2 separate regions of the Mus musculus genome follow, and region 2 is linked to region 1. The links are chromatin contacts, called in public Hi-C maps. All regions are on one chromosome and are shown on one strand. Each heading gives the region's core, a stretch centred on a gene start, on an enhancer-like site or on the middle of the called end of the contact. The rest is flanking DNA. Distances are from core to core; before and after follow the strand shown.

What was found. A called contact is a pair of places that touch in the nucleus more often than the background predicts.
Region 2: a contact with region 1 is called in a Hi-C map of bone marrow-derived macrophages, with 2.5 times the contacts expected there. The contact joins two enhancer-like sites. A contact is called at or near these places in 2 of 484 Hi-C or Micro-C datasets (bone marrow-derived macrophages and ventral hippocampal neurons) and 1 of 115 datasets of contacts at active chromatin or transcription factors (thymic regulatory T cells).

What each region holds. Positions count from the first base shown.
Region 1 is chr5:3,244,620-3,248,532 of GRCm38.p6, reverse strand. No RefSeq gene overlaps it. Among named protein-coding and RNA genes, the nearest start is that of Gm36548, 24 kb to the left of the region's middle. Within about 2 kb of position 1,347, at least 17 of the 459 cell types and tissues checked have an H3K27ac peak or open chromatin away from gene starts, as enhancers often do. A contact at or near this core is called in bone marrow-derived macrophages, where this site is marked.
Region 2 is chr5:3,492,712-3,496,375 of GRCm38.p6, reverse strand. All of the region lies in intron 5 of Cdk6 (cyclin-dependent kinase 6), which reads right to left. Among named protein-coding and RNA genes, the nearest start is that of Fam133b, 49 kb to the left of the region's middle. Within about 2 kb of position 1,850, at least 161 of the 459 cell types and tissues checked have an H3K27ac peak or open chromatin away from gene starts, as enhancers often do. A contact at or near this core is called in bone marrow-derived macrophages, where this site is marked.

The DNA of each region.
Region 1 (3,913 bases), core at 98-2,597:
GCAGGCCGCAGAGCTGGGGAGGCAGGGCTGTAGATGAGGTCTCCAGAGGCTCCAGATACTGGACATGTTGGTGCAGGGGTTGATGGTTTCTCTGCCTGGGTTCAGATCTGATCTTGGTTGGGGCTTTCCTTGTTGCCCTGAATGTGGGTAGCACCATTCCATGAGCTAACAGAATGAAAGGAAAACAACATTACAGAAAGCTAAAGACCCCATCCCTCCCTCTGCATCCATAGTTACTAGCTCCTCCCACTACACATCTTTCTTGCCATAATAAAGTCTACTCCTTGAACTACGAGTCTTGAATTGATTCCACTAGGAATTTGTTATAACAATAAGTAACTAGTGCAAATATTCTCTTCTCTATTATAACGCAGCAAGGAATTTCTCACCAGATGCTAAACAGATGCTGGCCCTGAGTTCTCAGATGCCCACCCCGAAACAAACCTCTACTAAACAATAGAGTTACCTGGTCTAAAGTATTTTAGTATAGTGACAGAACACAGAAGAAGACAAATCTTAAGTGAATGATATCACGTTAAATGGGGAAAAAAGCAGAAAATACATATGCAATACAATATGATCCTAATTGTGGCAACTTTCTCTTTTCCATTTCATGGTTGAAAGGAAATAATAAAAAATATTAACATTTGGTTGTGTCTGTTTGACAGAATGACACATGATTTTCATTTATTTCTTAGGCTTTTGGAGCTTCTCTAAAATTAAGCAACCATTACTTCCAAAATCACACACACACACACACACACACACTAAATGTTCTTTTAATAAACCCACTCAAGGGAATTTAATGACAAAAATATTTTTAGAAAATATATCAATCTAATTAAGGCACAAAACCTCTTTCTCCGTGGTTTGTGCTCAGTAACATGGCTCACAGTAATTTTCAAGGTTTTGAGTGTGGAATGATGGGAGTGGCTGGGGAGAGAGACCATCCCTCCACTCTTAGCCTGCCACCATGTGACACATAGCCCAGAAATGCCTACTTATAATAACTCATTTGGGGCCTCAGGAGTTCTGGTATCACTTCCCTTTTGGCAGTCTTGATATAATAAGACCAAAAGCAAGTACAGTAAATTTCCTGGGACTCCTTGCCAAATTCTGCCAGGAGATGTTCATCGAAGATTTTTTTCTGATTAGAAAAGGATTTCCTGTGACATGTAGATAATTCCCCAGGCTTCTGTCTGATCAGGGCTGAGCCGTATGCATGCTTTCTTCTTAAAAGAAAAAAAAAAGTAAAAAGAAGAAAAAAAAAGAGAGAAGGAAAACTATGTAAGGTAGGCCAGTGGAGTTACACAAATGACTCTGCTGCTTGTCAGTGTGGGACTTTAAGTGAGCAGTGCACTCACACATACATGTGCTCCTGAAGCTATGCCTTCCAACCGTCCTCAAGATGCTGAGGAACATTTGTCCTGAGTCTTGTGTCATGACTTTATTCCTGTGTGAAGACAGACAGTGACTAGTTGTCAACTGAAGGGAAGTATAATTGGCAAGAGAGTGTGTAACTAGAGCTTTGCCAGGGGTTTGAGCCTTAATTTTATAGCCTGTTCTAGTAACATTCAAAATAAAATAGATTGTAAACTTTTCTTTGAAAATCATTGGTTGGCTTATAATATTTTAACTCTCTCTCGTTCTCTCTCTCTCTCTGTGTGTGTGTGTGTGTGTGTGTGTGTGTGTGTGTGCATGAATGCATGTGTGCATGCACATGTGTGTGGAGGCCAGAGGTTATCATTGGGTATTTTTCTCAGTAGATTTTCATATTAGTTTTTTGAAACAGGGCCTCAGAACTTACTGCTACGGCTACATTAATGGACCATTGAGCCCAAGGGTCTTCCAGTATCTGCCTCTGCCTCTCCAGAGCTGGGATTACAGACCCAAACTATCATATTGGTTTGTGTCCATGAGTACTAGAGAGCTGAACTGAAGTCTTCATGCTTGCTCACCAAGCTCTTCACTAACTTAATATCTCTGCAGACCCAGTTTTTAACTCTTAAATTCCCTTCCTGTAAATTATTTATTGGCTTATAAGGAAATCTTTACAACATGTTTTTCATAGCTCCTCAGCCTTCTAGACCCTTTCTTCAGTCCCTTTTGGCCCCTCAGCGGGAGCATCAGGATACAGAGTTTATTATCACTAGGCAGGAGAAATGGAACTCCAGCCCCCGTTGCTTAGCTATAGTCAGGGCTGGTGTGTAGGCTATGGAATAAAAGAGTCCTCTATCTGGAAACTTGCAAGCACCACAGGTGAGAATTCCAGGAAATTTCTGCCTTATAAACAATTTCTTATGTGCAGATTAATTTTTAGAATGCAATGATGGTAGAACTCAAAGCATTTAAGGCTAAAAAAAGTTTCACTGAGCTCACTTGGGCATTGAAAGTTTTTGAAATGTGTCACATGTATACACACACACATATACACACATATATATATTTATATTGTATAATTAGGTCTGGCATTGTGGCACACACATTTAGTCCCAGCAACCAGGCATCAGAAGTAAGTGGATCTCTGAATTAAAGGTCATCCTTATCCATGAGAGATGTAGGCCAATCAGGGCTGTAAATTTAACTTTTATTTACCTAATGTAATTCTTGTCTTGCTGCTGAATAAGCCCACCCTTTCTAGTTCTTTCTGAACTCTGGCCGGCTGGTTCAACTCAGCTGTTATGGCCCAGACTTCTCTCCAAGATGACTTTGTCAAACTGGCTTCTCTGGGCTTCTCACTGAATTGGTCTGCTTGGAAAAACTGTCTCTGAATTCCACAAACTGTACTGCACTAACTGCATTAAAGTGAACTGCACCAAACTGCACTGCATTGAACTCAATTGAAATGCACCCCCTGAACTGCCCTCCCCTCCTGACACACCCTGTGCTGCTCTTAAGTAGCCTCTCCTTTCTGCCTGTTCTCATGAGGGTTGGGAGTATCCTATCTCTGGTTCATTTTGTTAAATCTTTCTCTGATTTGTCACATTGTCTGCTCCTCCTCAATTAGACATCATTATTTAGGATTAAAAGTATGTACTAAGGGCATGTATGTATTCCAGCCAGAGGGACTAAAGATGTGTGGCATATCTGTATTCCAGCTGGATCACATAGACCTAGAAAGTCTTTGGATGTGATCTTTTGCCAGAGCAGCTATGTTGCTGAATGAAAACTCCTCTACACAGGGCTATATAATGAAACCTTATTTCAAAATAAAAATATTATTAGAATGCATGTACATGCATACAACTATATAATTTTAAGTTAAACTAATGCTGTATTTAAGTGAACTTTTAACAACACACTCCTCAGTTATATTTGATGAAAGGTGGAGTCATATTCAAATGTGAAAGACTCAGATGACATACAACAGCCGTGTGTTCACAAATGTATTTCTCTCTATATAAATATTCTATGTTATGTTTTCCTTCAATGTAGCACAACATCTAGTCACTTATCTAAGTTTTTTCATTCTCTATAAATAACATGTAGTTAGTCTATAACTAATTTATAGCTCTCTCCTTCAGACTATTACCGAAGTATTTAATTTTATAAGGGCAGCATTTGTTTCATAAAATTCTTTCAGATATAGAGTTTTTTTGTACCCAGGTGGACTCCACACGTGTGAACAAAGTGGCTACAATCCTAAGCATGCCATTGATTAGAATGTATTTTTTAAAGGCATTCTTGAGAATCTAAAAAGTGATCCTACTATACATCAGCATTCAGAAAATGAGGTATCCAAAATTATTTTGCCATGGGGGAGAACTTTTTAATGAATTAAACTGCTGTGTGTAGCCTTCAATAAAAGCTTTTAGGAACTCATAAATAAAATGTGTGTGACCCAGGTGTTAGTAATCAAATTTAGAATATTTTAAAACAGTGTTTTCAGACATGAAACCCTAATGCATATTTC
Region 2 (3,664 bases), core at 601-3,100, 250 kb before region 1:
GCTCTGACCTCCATGCACACTCACATGCACAAAGCCTTAAGGTCGCATGTTTACTCACTAACCCCAGGAATCAGACCCAAGGGAATCGCAAGAAGGCAGAAGACCCTGGTTATCAGACCGAGCATCTAGGCCTCCCTAAAAGAGTTCTTGCAAATGTCACTTTGACAAACGTTCTACCTATATGTGTAACAAATAGTCAGGAATATTTAAATACCAATCACATCATGATTTGTTTTTATAAAAGAGAAACAGATTACAGGTATTTCATGAGCTAAAGTGTTATGGGAAACAATTGAAAAACACCAACGACCGTCTCTTGGTCAACAGTTTATGTTTATCTTTTTCTTTTTTCTTATTATAAAAGAACTCTCATAAGAGACATGTTTTGAGACTATGTTTGCCTCTTGATCTGCATCACATTTCAGTGATCGAATATAGTAAATCTATATTCAGCTTCAACTTAAAATAATAATTATCAAATGTCCAACACCATCATCTCTTCTACCCTAACACAGTGACTTATCTTCCATTTCTTTACATCAGTATAAACTTGATCTTATTTGATGGCTTATAATTGTTTAATATAATTATGTAGTTTGATATCCAAAATACCTCAGAGGTATGTACCCACTCCTTCAAGTTAAAACCTGTGACATTTGCAAAATTTTGTCTTTACTTTCTGGTACAAAAAAGAACACTCTAGGCCTGTATTTTTAAAATGTTCTATAATAACCACATTGTCGCTGTCAAATGAGAGTATGCAATGCATGTAATTAAAGTCAACCTCAGGTTGGAGAGATGGCTCAGTCCTTAAGAGTGTGTCATGCTCACAGTACCCACAGAAGCTCACAGAAGACTATAACTCCGGTTCTGAGGGGGCCAGATGCCTCTTTCTCCTGTAGGTATCAGCATTCAGGTGCATACACCCTACACACATAATCAAAAACAACCTTACATAAAATAACATATATAATATACACATTATGAGGTACTTTTAAAGGCTGTTCCTGAGGCTAGATGTCAAGTATCCCATGCTGCTCTCAAACAAGCCAGTTAGCCAAAGATGGCATTGAAGTTGTGCTTCTACTGCTCCTGCTTCCTCCCTCCAAGTGCTAAGATTACGGGCATGTGTTACCACACCCAACTTATATTGTTATTATTTTTTCAAATGCAGCTTTCTGGTTCAACATGCTTCAGAAATATGAGAATAAAAGGGATCTCTGCACGGAGTTCCATTTGAGACGGGACAGGGCACAGCTGTCTCATCAATCAGTTTGGAAGGCAGTGTCTAGTGACGGTCCACAGACAACCATTGGTCTTTTCCTGACTGAAGCCAGTCAGCCAGAGACACAGCTGTAGGCATGACACAGTTCTAGCACATTCTGTGCTCCTTGGTCTCATAGACAAACGTGTGCTTGCTCCCGTCTCAGAAGGCTGAAGACACTGAATGGCAGGGAGATAGTCATTTCTGTCCTTCTCAGAAGAAATTCTTGCTGACTGTTCGGAGTTCCCCTACAAGCTAAATGTGAGGCATTTCTTCCTGTGGCTCAGAACAAGAGTCTACAATGGCCTTGGGGATTATGCTCGCCACTCTGTGAAGTGCTGTGGCAACAGGGTTTCAAGGCAAGAAGCCCCTAACACCTTGCCCAGCAGTCTGTGGGCCTCTGCCCCAAACAGTCCCACCTGGTTTCTGAGTCTTATTAGATAGGTTTTCTGGACCTCATCTGTGTACTCAGTGTCTTGCCAGATTCTAGGCTTGGCTCTGGCCTTTGCAGAAGCTGTGGTGGGGCAGATGGGGCAGGACCAGGAAGAGCCCCAGAGTGACTAGGCATGACTTCATTAATGAGTCACCCGGCCACACTGTTTAGTGTGCTGTGGCCCAAGTTTAAGTCTGATACTTAGGACTGGGGTACTGTCTAGGATCTCAGTGCTGCAGGGCCCAAGACTTTTTGACTTCGAATTCTTCTCATGCCTGATGTTAGCAATGATAATGCTATCCTGCTCTAGATGATGGTGTAGCAACACAGACAACATAATCACCGATACTGAGTATATAAATCCAGAAGAGAAAGCCAAATGCTGCATGAGTGCCGTTTTGCACCACTGTGTGGGATTTACGCTTGAGTGCTCTCGCTTTAATACTTGAGACTGAGGTCGAGGGATGGTTGGGCACAGTCACCCAGGTAGGAAGTGATACAAGAGGGGACTGGAGGCTGCAAAGCTGGCTCACACCACCGCCTCACTGTCCTGTGTCCTCCAGATAATGCCAGGTGACTGCTGGTGAACATGCGCCAGTGACTTTCATCACCACAATAGGCAAACTCAGAGGCAGAAAGGTAACCTGGAGGGAGATTTATGTTGGCTCCTGGTTTCGGGGAAGGCAGCTAGCTCATCACGGTGAGGAAGGCGGACAGGAACGGCTGCGTCTGTTACTTCTCACATCGGCAGAGTGTTCGGTAGGATGCAAGCCTCCAGCCTCAATGAATGACTTCTGTTAGCCAGGTCACAGTCCCACCACCTCTCAGAACAGGCAGACCAGGTGAGAACCAAATGTTCTAACACACGGGGCTGCAGGGGACTGTTCCATAATGGAGACTCAGCCTGACTCAAGGAGAAACCAACGAGCCAAATACCATCAATAAGCATGCTTTAAAGGCCAGGTAACTCTCACTCGCTGGTTGTAACAGGATAATGAGGAGCCAGCGTCTCCTGGTCCACCGAGCAGTAGATTGGGTTGGCCACACAGTACTCAGAAGTCTTTTTCTTTGCCTTTTCAGTACATGGCAGGTCAGGATGTCCTTGTTCTTCACGGTGCTGACTTAAGGGAACCCAGAACGGGAAGACCAATATGATGCCTGCCCTGCCAGGCTGACCAGGTAGGGTAAAAGAAAGTCGGTCAGTGGGCTAGAGAGATGGCTCAGTGGTTAAGAGCACTGATGCCTCTTCCAGAGGATCTGAGTTCCATTTCCAGCAGCCACATGGTGGCTCACAACTGTCTGTAATGGGATCTGAGGCCCTCTTCTGGTGTGTCTGAAGGGAGCAACAGTGTACTCACATAAAATAAGTAAACAAATCTTTAAAAGAAAAAAAGGAAGTCAGTTATTAAAGGAGGTGTCTTCCCTTTTGTCCTACGAGGACAGCGTGGGCTTCACGTGCTTGCTAAAGGGTGCTTCCCTTCACTGTGTAGAAAACATCATAAATATAAGTGAGGTTCTTTACTTTTAAGGCTTGGACTTTCCCATTCATTGCTCTTAAATACAGGGGGAAAAACCAGTTCAGAATCAGGGATAAGAAGGAAGGCATTGTGCTAGCCGCAGAGTTCATCCAAGTGGGATACTGGCTTCTTCCCTGTGGAATTACGGTATCGGAATTAGGAAAGACGATGAAAGATAAGTTGGGCCCAGAGGGTCCTAGAGAAGCTGAGGCCAAACATGGTCCTCACAGGCTATTGAGCAAAACCAAGACACACACAAAACCAAACCAACAGGGGAGTGCGTCCAGTTCTTCCTATCAGTGACTGAGAGTAACGGCTGGATGTGGCACTCACCCTAAGATCAAAAGGAATGTTCATTTAGCACCGGCCAGCCCAGGTCTTCAGATTTCTTCCAAACAGCAGATTTACAACATTACAAACAGAAGAGAGGAACAGCGTGGAGGACCAGAG